Linked DNA regions of Mus musculus: all the other regions are linked to region 1. Evidence: chromatin contacts called from public promoter capture Hi-C data. All regions are on one chromosome and are shown on one strand. Each heading gives the region's core, a stretch centred on a gene start, on an enhancer-like site or on the middle of the called end of the contact. The rest is flanking DNA. Distances are from core to core; before and after follow the strand shown.

What was found. Promoter capture Hi-C pulls out the DNA fragments that hold promoters and counts their contacts.
Region 2: a contact with region 1 is called in a promoter capture Hi-C map of liver, with 10 times the contacts expected there. The contact joins the promoter of Ktn1 here to the promoter of Ero1a in region 1. A contact is called at or near these places in 2 of 39 promoter capture datasets (hippocampal neurons and liver).
Region 3: a promoter capture Hi-C map of pre-B cells shows a contact between it and region 1, with 7 times the contacts expected there. The contact joins the promoter of Dlgap5 here to the promoter of Ero1a in region 1. A contact is called at or near these places in 2 of 39 promoter capture datasets (liver and pre-B cells) and 1 of 484 Hi-C or Micro-C datasets (B cells).

What each region holds. Positions count from the first base shown.
Region 1 is chr14:45,317,034-45,320,617 of GRCm38.p6, reverse strand. Ero1a (endoplasmic reticulum oxidoreductase 1 alpha) reads left to right here and starts at 2,046. Exons shown (of 16, transcript NM_015774.3): 1 at 2,046-2,241. The coding sequence starts at 2,128.
Region 2 is chr14:47,647,665-47,651,248 of GRCm38.p6, reverse strand. Ktn1 (kinectin 1) reads right to left here and starts at 1,938. Exons shown (of 39, transcript NM_001347527.1): 1 at 1,810-1,938.
Region 3 is chr14:47,416,811-47,420,394 of GRCm38.p6, reverse strand. Dlgap5 (DLG associated protein 5) reads left to right here and starts at 1,988. Exons shown (of 19, transcript NM_144553.2): 1 at 1,988-2,286. It also overlaps the pseudogene Gm8353.

The sequences.
Region 1 (3,584 bases), core at 797-3,296:
TTTATTAGCCAGGTAGTGTTGTTTGCCTAGTGGGTTTGTTGTCGTTTTTTTTTTTTCAAGATAGGAACTTGTTATATAGTCCTGAACTCTATATGTAGACCAGGCTGTCCCTAAACGTGTGCTGGGACTAACTACACTATGAGCCACCAAGCCTAGCCACTCATCTTTTTTATATTCCAAGGGGTCTGAGGAGGTCTCGGTGTGGCTCAGCACGAGGAGCACACTAAGCATCCATCAGTGGATGAACAAATAAGGAAGCACACCCTGAGTGTGTGTACCCTGACACAGAGTACTGTGTAGACTTATAAAGAAGGGCATGCGGTGACCTGGAACACAGCTGTAACTGCAGAACACCATGCTAAGTGGAATGAAGCCAAGAGCAGAGAGAGAAGTGCTGTGTGATCTCATTTGTGTGAAATTTAAAAAGCCAGTCTCATAGAATCTGTAGAAAAGTGGTAACCAGAGAAGGTTGGAGAGAGGAAAGTTGGTCCAAGGGCACAAAGGTACAGTTAGACTGGAAAAGTAAGTTTCGTTGACCCATGGTATTGCATGGAGGCTGTGGTTTATATACCGTGTACTTGGAAGCTACTAATAGACTGAAGATACTAATAGACTTATTTTTTTAAACATTCTTGTAAGAAAAAGTCAAGCTGGTGAGGTGATGGATATATTAGTGTGATTGAGTCTTCCTACAATGTACATATGGATTGAAAACATATCTTACACACAATTATTAGTGAACTAAAAATAAGACTGGAAGACTGGTTGTGGTGGCAACAGGTGTTTAATCTCAGGTCTAGGGAGGCAGAGGTGAATTGATTTCTGCCTGTTCGAGGCCAGCGTGGTCCACAGTGTAAGTTCCAGACCAGTCAGGAATACACAGTGAGACCCTTCATCAAAATAAAAATGCACTACCCCAAGCTAAACGAGACAACGAAGCCAAGAAAACTGACGACATTGTCAGTTTTATGGAGCCGATGCACCTGTGTACTTCCAAGGCCAAGCTCGGCATTGCAAAGTGAATTGAATGGAAACTTGCTTTTAATCTGGAACAGTGTGAAAAGAACACCAGCAAAAACACCTGTAACAGAGACACTATGATCTGGTTCTAGAAAAGGTAAGTATGAGCTGGAATATAGCTATCGTGAAGACAATATTAGCTTATAAGGCCATATTATCTTACTCTGTGTACAGTGCATGCTATAGATAACAGGCTAAGCAAGGCTTCTCACTGCCTGACTCCAGTTCTTAGCAACAGCTTTCCCCATTTCCACTTATGAAACGAGAGATTGAATAGTCTTTACCACATTGCTCTCTAGCTTGTGAAATATGCCTAATTCGCATAAAATACAGCAAAAAAGGAGTCAATTTTTTATGAACAAATCGGGACTACACATTGAGCTAATATCTTCTCTATGCTAGTTTAATAAAAACATGTTTTTATTATTATATTTAAACATTTATTTATAAAATAGAGCCTAACTCTATAGGGCAGGAAGTATGTAGCTCAAGCTGTCTTTGACATTGAGCAATCCTCTTGCCACAGTCTCTGGAGTGTTGGATTATAGGTGTAAGCCGCGGTGCACAGCCCTTTGGAAACCAATTTCACCTGTTCCCTTTGTAGGATGTAGGAAGGGAAAAACTAGAAAGCCACTGAATCGTGTGTACGGCCGTGCTCCCCGAGATGAACTCCAACATCCTTTTAAAAGGCTTAGGCAGCCAGAGCACGGCGGACACGTAACCCAGGCTCGGGATTTCCTAGTGTTGAGAAAGGATGGGCTGGCTGGCGTGAGCTCCGGGGCGGGGCGGGCAGGACGGCGCAGGCCCCGGGCAGTGTGGCTCGGGGGATACCCCGACCCCGGAAGGACCGCGTCTTTGCGCCGGACGAGCTGCAGGCCAGGTGTACCGGAGGCGGGTGCGTGAGCGGGGCGCGCAGGAAGGCGGCCGCCCGAGGCTCGCGTGGACAGAGGCGCGCGCCGCTGCACGTCCGCAGGGGAGGCGGGAGCGCGGAGGGCGCAGGGCGGAGCGCGGGGCGGGGCCGGCGCAGGCTACTTCAGCGGGCGCGCGGCCTGCGCCGGGGAGCCAAGCACGGCGGCGCGGGTAGAGGGCGGTGGGCGGCGAGCGGCGATGGGCCGCGCCTGGGGCTTGCTCGTTGGACTCCTGGGCGTCGTGTGGCTGCTGCGCTTGGGCCACGGCGAGGAGCGGCGGCCGGAGACAGCGGCACAGCGCTGCTTCTGCCAGGTGAGGCGCGCGGGCGGCCCAGGGGCTGCGCATCTCCGGGCGCCGGCGATCCTGATGCGCGGCCCGCACCGCGTTCCCGATCGCCCCGGGACGGGGCACCCTTCGATGGGCGTGGGCGCCTGGCCAGCTTGTCACACTGCTTCCTTGCATCCTGCCTTGGCTGCTCCGTGTCCACAGGACCGGGGGTTCTGAATGGACCCGGCACCTGGGCACCTCGTGCGAGCGGTGCCGGGGACGTCCCCAGCCTTTCTGTTCCCGATATGGACTCTTGGGGAGACTAGTTGTTCTTTAGGTCTTGTCGTTGTCAAGAGGTTGAATGACCTTGAGGGGCTCTTTGGGTGGCCTGATCTAACTGCCTGGTGTCTTTGCGGCTGTTGTTGTCCTGTGACTTCTCGGCCTGTGTATGGTGCACCTTGCCCCTGAAGCTTATTCTCGTATACTGACACTTCCTTTGCGGAATCCGAGGTAGGCCCTAGCTCTTCTGTATTCAAGTTTGATTATGAGCTGTGATTATTTACTTCTGTAGGAGATGTGGGTTCCGTGAGCAAAACATTCAAAGAATTTTATTTTCTTAGTGTAGCCTGTAAATTTTGTATGAGGCCGTTTAGGCTAGGCGCATTGAAATAACTGTGAATTTCATTTTGCTGTCTTAAGGAAATGCTAACAGCTTGGAAATACCCAGAAGTATCATATTCAGTCGATGTGCTAGTCTCTTAGTGCTTTCTTGTAAAGCCTGGAAGAACTCTCGAATATTAGCGGTTCCCCAGACTTTCTTCTGTTTAAAAGTGTATTAGATCATTTTATTACTGAGATACTTAATATGTAAATTGTATTGTTAAACAGACGTTCACGACCACACCTGGCGCTGGCCAGCACCCTTTCCCCCTCGACTTGTTCATTACTGTTCTTTACGATGTTTAAAATACAGGTTTGTTTTGTGGGTATGTATATTGTACCTGTGAATGTACGCATTGTAGGGGGTGCTTTTAGTCCACAGCTTGCAGGAACCTCTCCCCAACCACCACATGGGACACCGGGATCCACCTCGGGTCCTCAGGCAAATGACCAAGCATTGGCTTTCTTATAGCCCTATAAGCAGTGGCTCTTCTTATAGCCACCTTTTTGGTGGACTTCGATTTCTGAAATTACATCTATAAAAAAATGGAGGGATAGACAGCCAGGTCACTCGTGGGTCTTATTATTTGTGATCAGAAATACGTGTATGCTGCATATGATACTGTAAGATAAGCACTCGAGTGTCAGGAAGAAGGGGTGTTATCTGTTTCATCGCTTTAAACTTTTGGATTTTATTGTTTTGTTGAGTAATTTTGGAGCAGAAGTGA
Region 2 (3,584 bases), core at 689-3,188, 2.3 Mb before region 1:
GCTAGAGGTGTCAAAAGTATATATGGCATGCTCAAGTTTCTGGCTGACCCCAGTGAGTCCCTCCCTGGAAAAACGATACATCCTCCAAAGAGTTCAAGTAAAATTCCAGCTAAAGACTGACTGACGGTCAATCTTACCATGCGTCCTCTAGAAGCTGAGCCTCAGAACAAGCCCTTTACTTGTTAGGTCTTTATCAAAATCTAACAAAAGATCAAAACCTACAAACTAGCAAGCCTGTACACTGCTCGGGGGGTGAGGGGTTTGTGTGGATTTTGCTTATTAGATTTGTTTAGGGGGAAACTATATCAGAGAAAGAGGCTGCTAATACTTAGGGAGGTCATAGAAATATACCAATAAAATAAAACAAACCAACGGCTTTCCATAATGCTGACAATGAATCAAGAAAGGATTATATACTGGGTATCCTTTGTGATATTAAAGTGTTTAATACACTTGAGGAATTTTCCCGATATATTTGAGTGTGTGTCTCAGTAATGTAGAACACCTTATTCTCTAATGCACCTGATAATTAAGACATGTATGTCTACTGAGGGCTACAAAATTCAGAGACGTTTCTAACTCAGGGTTGGCATGGGGAAAGAACCTACATAATTAAGCCTAGCTATTTCGTGTAAGGTCTCTAAAAGAAAGGTGGAATGGGAAAGAGGCTTATTTACCAAGCAACACATCAGATATGAAAGGCTACCGCGGCACATACAGAACACAGGTCAGCCGGAATGCCCCAGGGCAGCATGGACAGATTATCTCAGGTCTCATCACCAAATGCTTTTACCCACACCAGAGCCACTGCTGCCAGTGCTTGCGGGTGAGGGGAGAAAACAAGTGCAACCTAATTCAGGCAAAAAAAAAAAAAAAAAGTTAAATCACCCCTAAGTCACCTGCTACACAACTCAATGTCTAGTTCACCTTTGGGGAGCTCCTCTTTACCTGGGTGTGGAGCTGTCAATTTCTCAGAACACTCCAAAACTTTGAACTATTCTATTCGGCCCGCAGCTTCTGAAGCTATGCTAATCCACATAGCTGCTAAGGAATCCACTTCTAGCAGTGGCCCTGCTGTTAGAATCCGGGTTTCCGCCTCCTCCCAGAAGGACCCGAAGACACTAAACAGCGCACTTTTTGACCTAAACCGAGAGGCAGCCGGACAAAGAAGAGAACGCTGCTTCCCAAGCCCCGGTCTCGGATGGCCGAACTCTGCTCCCTTACGCCAAAAGCGGCCAGATCCGGGACACCCCAAATTCTATTGTTGGACACCAAGGCGGACACACCCCTGGGAGAGAGGGAGAACTTCGCAGGATTTCCCCTAACTCCCAGGACCGGGTGGTGGGAGGGGCGGCGCTCCGGGACAAGCGAGGGGAGAGCCGCTCCAGCATGGCGCACGCGTGGCCCAGCCCGAGCCCAGGGCGCCCGAGGCGAGGCGAGGCGCTCCCTCTGGTCACCCTCATCAGAGCCTTAATCCGCCAGCCCGCCCTGGGGCCTGCGAGCCCAGCTAAAAATAGGCTCCTCGGTCACCCCGCGGCCCTGGCGGATCGACCTCGCCCTCAGAGGAGATGGCCGGGGAGCTCCGGCCACTCGCGGACCTGGGATCGGACCTTGCAGCCACGGGGAGATCGCCGAGCCAGAACCCTGGAGCCCGAACCCGCAGGCGGATCCTCGGAGCGGGCCGGCGGCGGCGCGGCCTGGGCGGACGCTGCACACTGCGACCTCCGTGCGAGGCCTACCCCGCGAGCGCAGCCCCCCGCCCTGCGCCCCGCGCCCGCGCGCCCTGGAGTCCCCGGCCCTGCTCCTCACCCTGCGCAGCCGGGTACCAGGCCGGGACGATGCAGCGGCGCGAGCTCTACCTCCTGGTCAGCGCGCTCCCAGGCCCCGCCGCAGTAGCTCAGGTGCCGTCGCGCCGCCCCGCAGGAAACGGGCGGCTTCGGGGCGGGGCGGCTCCGCACGTCCGGGCGTCGCGGCCAGAGGGGCCCGGAGACCGGCCCCTTAAAGGGACAGGTCCGCGCAGCCGGCGGCCTCCAGATGCCCCGCGCTGGGCTGCAGAGACGTCACCCTCCGCCTGGAAGTCCCTGCGGAATCCCTTCATCCATTCAACCCTACTCTGCCTCCCCCAGTCGGCCTTGGTCTCACGTGACCCTCGCACAAAAGTACCACTTGGCCCCCGACACGGGTTGATTCCTTTTAACCGTACTCCAAGTTGCTAGACATACACACACACACACACACACACACACACACACACACACACACACACACACACACACACGGCTGGGATTTCTCCTCCGAAATCCGCAAAACGAGGAATTTATAGAGCCGACCTAAATAAGTTGTGTGCAAATATTGTAAGGCTGCAATGCTTGCTGGCTGCTGGCCATTCCTTAAGCAAGGTTAAATAACTAGAAACTGCAGCGCTAAGAGGGGTTGACCAGAATCTCTGCGTCTCTCTGCTCTTTGCTGCGAGGATGGAAGCTTTTTCTCCGGTGTTGCTTTTTAGTGTTTTATTATTATTATTATTATTATTATTATTATTATTATTATCTCAGACAACGCCAGTCACTGCCCTGAACATATCTACAACATACTCTAAACTCTCCTCAAAAGTTACCAAATGATTGGCACGCTTCTAGAGTGTGGGGTAGAGAAATAGAATCAGACTCACCATTACCATTACCCAGGAGCAATCCTTAATGATTGGAGCATCAGATAAGTCTCAACATTAACAACAGAGAATGTCCTCATCATAGGCTAGTTACAAGAATGCTGCGCATCTGTCTGCGTTCGAATGATTTCCGCCCAAGCTTTCAGAGCTCTTCAAAGCAGAAATGAAAGCTGAAGCGTTTGTAGCAACAGCCTGATGAGGTATTGAGAATTCCACCAGTGTCCAATCACCACTTCTCAAGGAGCTTGCTCTTTTCCTTTCTCATGAGTATTATTCAGCACTCACCAGCTCCAAGGCCAGCAAAACACTGTTTCTGAGCTGCTGTCTCTTGAACCTGTAAGTGCCAGAAGATTTGGCTTTGTTGGGAAGTGAGGCCATTAGTAGCTTAATACAAAGTGTAACTGTATCATTTCTGTAATGGAATGTAAAGGTTCTTGAATAGCTTACAAACAACTCTGTAATTGCGCCCCCTCCACCCACAAAAAAGTTTCCAGTTAGATTTTTTTTTCTGACATTAGGAAAAGGACACCATCATTTGCATACAAATGATACATAGGTTCCTTCGTAAGTTACATAGTAGCATGGTCTTTAGGGAAGCAATCCTCCAAACGTCTTACTTCTTATAGTCGATACAGAAGTATAAATGCGCCAGCCACTTCTATTCGGATGAACTTTGACTTCTCAAAGGGGAACAGCTGGATGCTTCCTTCCTATAAGCTTTCTAATTGCTCACATCAAAACAAAAAGATGTACTAGATATGTTACAGGTGGCAAGCCCTATTGGTATTTAAGACTAATCCTCTAAGTTTTGAAGTATAGTAAAATGTAACATAATTAACTATAGTTAACACACATAATTAACCTAAGTTATAATTAACTGTGACTGCTGCTCACTACTCACCGATGTCATGTC
Region 3 (3,584 bases), core at 739-3,238, 2.1 Mb before region 1:
TCCACTTGCGTTCCTAACAGTTTTGTTTTGATTGAGATAGGATCTCACTGTCCCGAACTCTCTGTCTAGCAGGCTGGCGTAGACCACAAACTCCAGACTGATGGGATTAAATTCATATACAGTATAGTCTCCGCATTTTCCTTTTTTTAAGCTTACTTATTGAATGTTTTAAGGTTTATTTTGGTTTTTCGGAGTAACTGCCGAGATGGCCGAAGTGGAGCAGCAGAAGAAGTGGACCTTCTGCAAGTTCACCTACGGTGGCGGTGGCGTGGACCTCGATATGACCTATGAGCAGCTGATGCAGTTGTACAGCACCCGCCAGAGGCGGCGCCTGAACCTTGGCCTGCGGCGGAAGCAGAACTAACTGCTCAAGCCCTTGAGAAAGGCCAAGAAGGAGGCGCCACCTATGGAGAAGCCCGAGGTGGTGAAGACAAACCTGAGGGGACATGATCATCCTGCCCAAAATGGTGGGCAGCATGGTGGGCGTGTACAATGGCAAGACCTTCAACTAGGTGGAGCTCAAACCAGAGATGATAGGCCACTACCTGGGCGAGTTCTCCATCACCTACAAACCTGTGAAGCACGGCCGCCGCCCGGGATCGGTGCCACCCACTCCTCCCGATTCACTCCCCTCAAGTAGCCGAGGCCAATAGAGACTCAGTTTTGGGTCCCTGGGTGGTGGTGGTGGGTTAAGATTTATTTTGTTTTCTGCCTATGAGTGTTTTGCCCACAGAGGTCAGAATGTGATGGATCTTTTAGAACTGGAGTTACAGAGAGTTGTGAGCCACCACGTGGGTGCCTGGGTTTTCTGCCAGGGCAAGAAAGTGCTCTCAACTGCCAAGCAACTCTCCAGCCCCCAGTCTCAGCTATTTTAAAACAACAGTGAAACCCAAACAGGAACCACATTGTCACACACTGTTACTACGTCTTAAGGTGTCTTTTAACACCTTACAAGAACAGGTTTGTTTCCTGCAAACCATGTTTTTCAACCTATGCTGAACTTGTGACCCCATGATGTACGCCCACCCCTTTGCCTTGTTAAGTTCCTGAACACCTGTGATGACTCCCCTTCCACATGCTGTGTTCTTGCATTTATCTACCCCATAGGTAGCCTTGAACCCCGAGTGGCTCACTCTCCCGCTGGCCCAGATGCTAAAGGCACTAAGAGTCAGTTATCTCCAACGGCTCTTTTTTTTTTTTTTTTTTTTTTTTTTTTAGCAACCCTGACCCATTCCCATAAAAAGAACCTCAAAAGCCAGTGAGGGGCTGCTCTCTGAAATCTCCACTTTGGGAGACCGCAGCTGGCTGGCCAGTTTGCTTTAATCAGATATAGCTTGCTTTAATCAGCCACTCGCGAAATTGGTGTTTCTTTCCCCCATCAGATCTAACATAACCATGAATATTATGTCAGTTACCTATCTTCATCTTTCTCTTTGTATGTCCCAGAGGTCTCAGTGCTGCTATAGAGCTGCAGGCAGCTGGTCCTCTTTCCCAAGATGTTGGCAGGGAAAAAGCAAAAGCCAAACTTACAAACTCTTTCCTAATTTATCTTCCCGGTGTCTACTGGATACCGATCAGTCTACAAACACATGGTCAGCACAGCTGTCCTGGCCCAGGCGTTTTTGTTTTCTTGATATCTCATGGGATGTGTGCCTTCGTTTATGTGTCTGTTAGAAATCTCAGTTGATTTCTAAGGCAGACGTTAATTTTGCCTTAGAAAAGAAGGAGAAATGGAATAAATGATCTCGTTTAACTTAAAACCTTTGCCTTTTTTTAGCGTGGATGCTCAGCCCGTAATCCCAGCAGCACTCAGTGACAGGCAGGAGCATCTCGGTGAGTTCGAGGCCAGCCTTGTCTACATAGTGAGTTCCCAGACATAGTGAGACCTTGTCTTAAAAACCAAAACAAACAAACAAACAAACAAACACGTTTAAAAGGAAAGAAGAAAACCGGCCTGAAGAGCCAACAAGTGCGGCCCGCCCCACTGAGTTTATAGTGTGTCGCTGCCACGCCTAGCGGGTTTACCGCCTCCCTCCTCCCCCTCGCCCTCCCGCTCCCAACCCTTTGCCTTCCAAACAATTTAAATGTCGCACAGAACCAACCTATCGCAAGCCTCGTTCGAGGGGAAGGGGCGGGAGCTTCCGGAAGTGTTGGCAAAAGTCCCTCCAATCAGCGGCTGGCAGCGGGAAATTTCAGTTCCGTGAAGGGTCGGTCCGGGAGTTCCTTCTGCGGATCGGTGGAGTTTTCTGTGTTGCGACATTGTTGTGGATCCAGAAACTGCTTCAGGTAAGTGGGATCAAGAGTTCAAGGTCCTCCGTGGCTGCATACCAGCTCGAGAATGGCCTGGGACGAGACTGTCCCGAAAAAATTTAAAAATGGCCTAGGTGAGATGGCTCAACAGTTAGGAAGGAGCACTTGTTTGCAGAGTTAGCTTCCCAGCATCCCACGTAGGGCAGGTCACAAACTCCTTGTAGCTCCAGCGTCAAGAGGTCCGACACCCTCTACTGGACACCAGTATGCATCCACCCCAACACAGAAATAGACATACACATAAACAACAAGAAAAAAAACCTTTGGAAAAAATTGGCATGAAAAATGTAGATTATCCTAAAGCATTGACAGCGTATTAGAGATGAGACTCTACCCGACCTGTATGCTAGTAACCTCCCAAAATAGCCCACAAGTGTCAGTGGATTCTGCTTTTCCTGAAGACGCTGTCATTTCTCTCTAACCTGCTGTAAGTATTAGACGGAGAATCTTAAGATGAGTGCACAGGCAGGGGAGCTGACCTGAGAGGTCCACTTGACCATCACCATGACACAAGCCATTAGAGAAGAAGGACCTCAGTTGAGGAAATGACGACATGAGGTCCAGCTGTAAGGCATTTTCTCAGTTAATGATTAATGGGGAAGGGCCCAGCATCTTGTGGGTGGCAGCCATCCCTGGGCTGCAATCCTTGGTTCTGTAAGAAAGTGAAGCAAGCCAGTAAGAAGGGTCACTCTGTGGCCTCAGCACCAGCTCCTGCCTCCAGGTTCCAGCCTTGCTTGAGTTCCAGTCCTGACTTCCTTTGATGATGAATAGCAAAGTGGAAGTGTGAGCTGAATAAGCCCTTTCCTCCCCAACTTGCTTTTAGGTCATGGTGTTTTGTTGCAGCAATTGACACCCTGTCTAAGACAACCGTGTTAACAAGTTTTGCTTAAACTCTTTCTCTAGTAGTTGTGTTTGACACTTTCTCTCTTTTCCTTTTTTTCTTTTGGTGGGGAGAGGATTAAAACAAGGTTTCACATAGCTCCCACCAGCCTCCTTTGGAGCTGAGACCGACTGACCATGAGCAGGCCCTCTTGTTTTGGTTTTCCGACTGTGGTTGCACAGTATTTATCAGGCCAGCTTTAGCCAGGTGTTAAAGTCACAGGAGTGTGTTCATCACAGTAGGGTGATGCTGCGATGAAGGGTCTAGGTGGGTTTCAGACCTTACTTACTTCCTACTCATAACCCCCAAATAGGCCGTGGTATCTCATCTGTGATGACTTTTCTACTTTCATATCTACTCATATTTTTTCCATTGTGAGTTTTAATATTTTCAT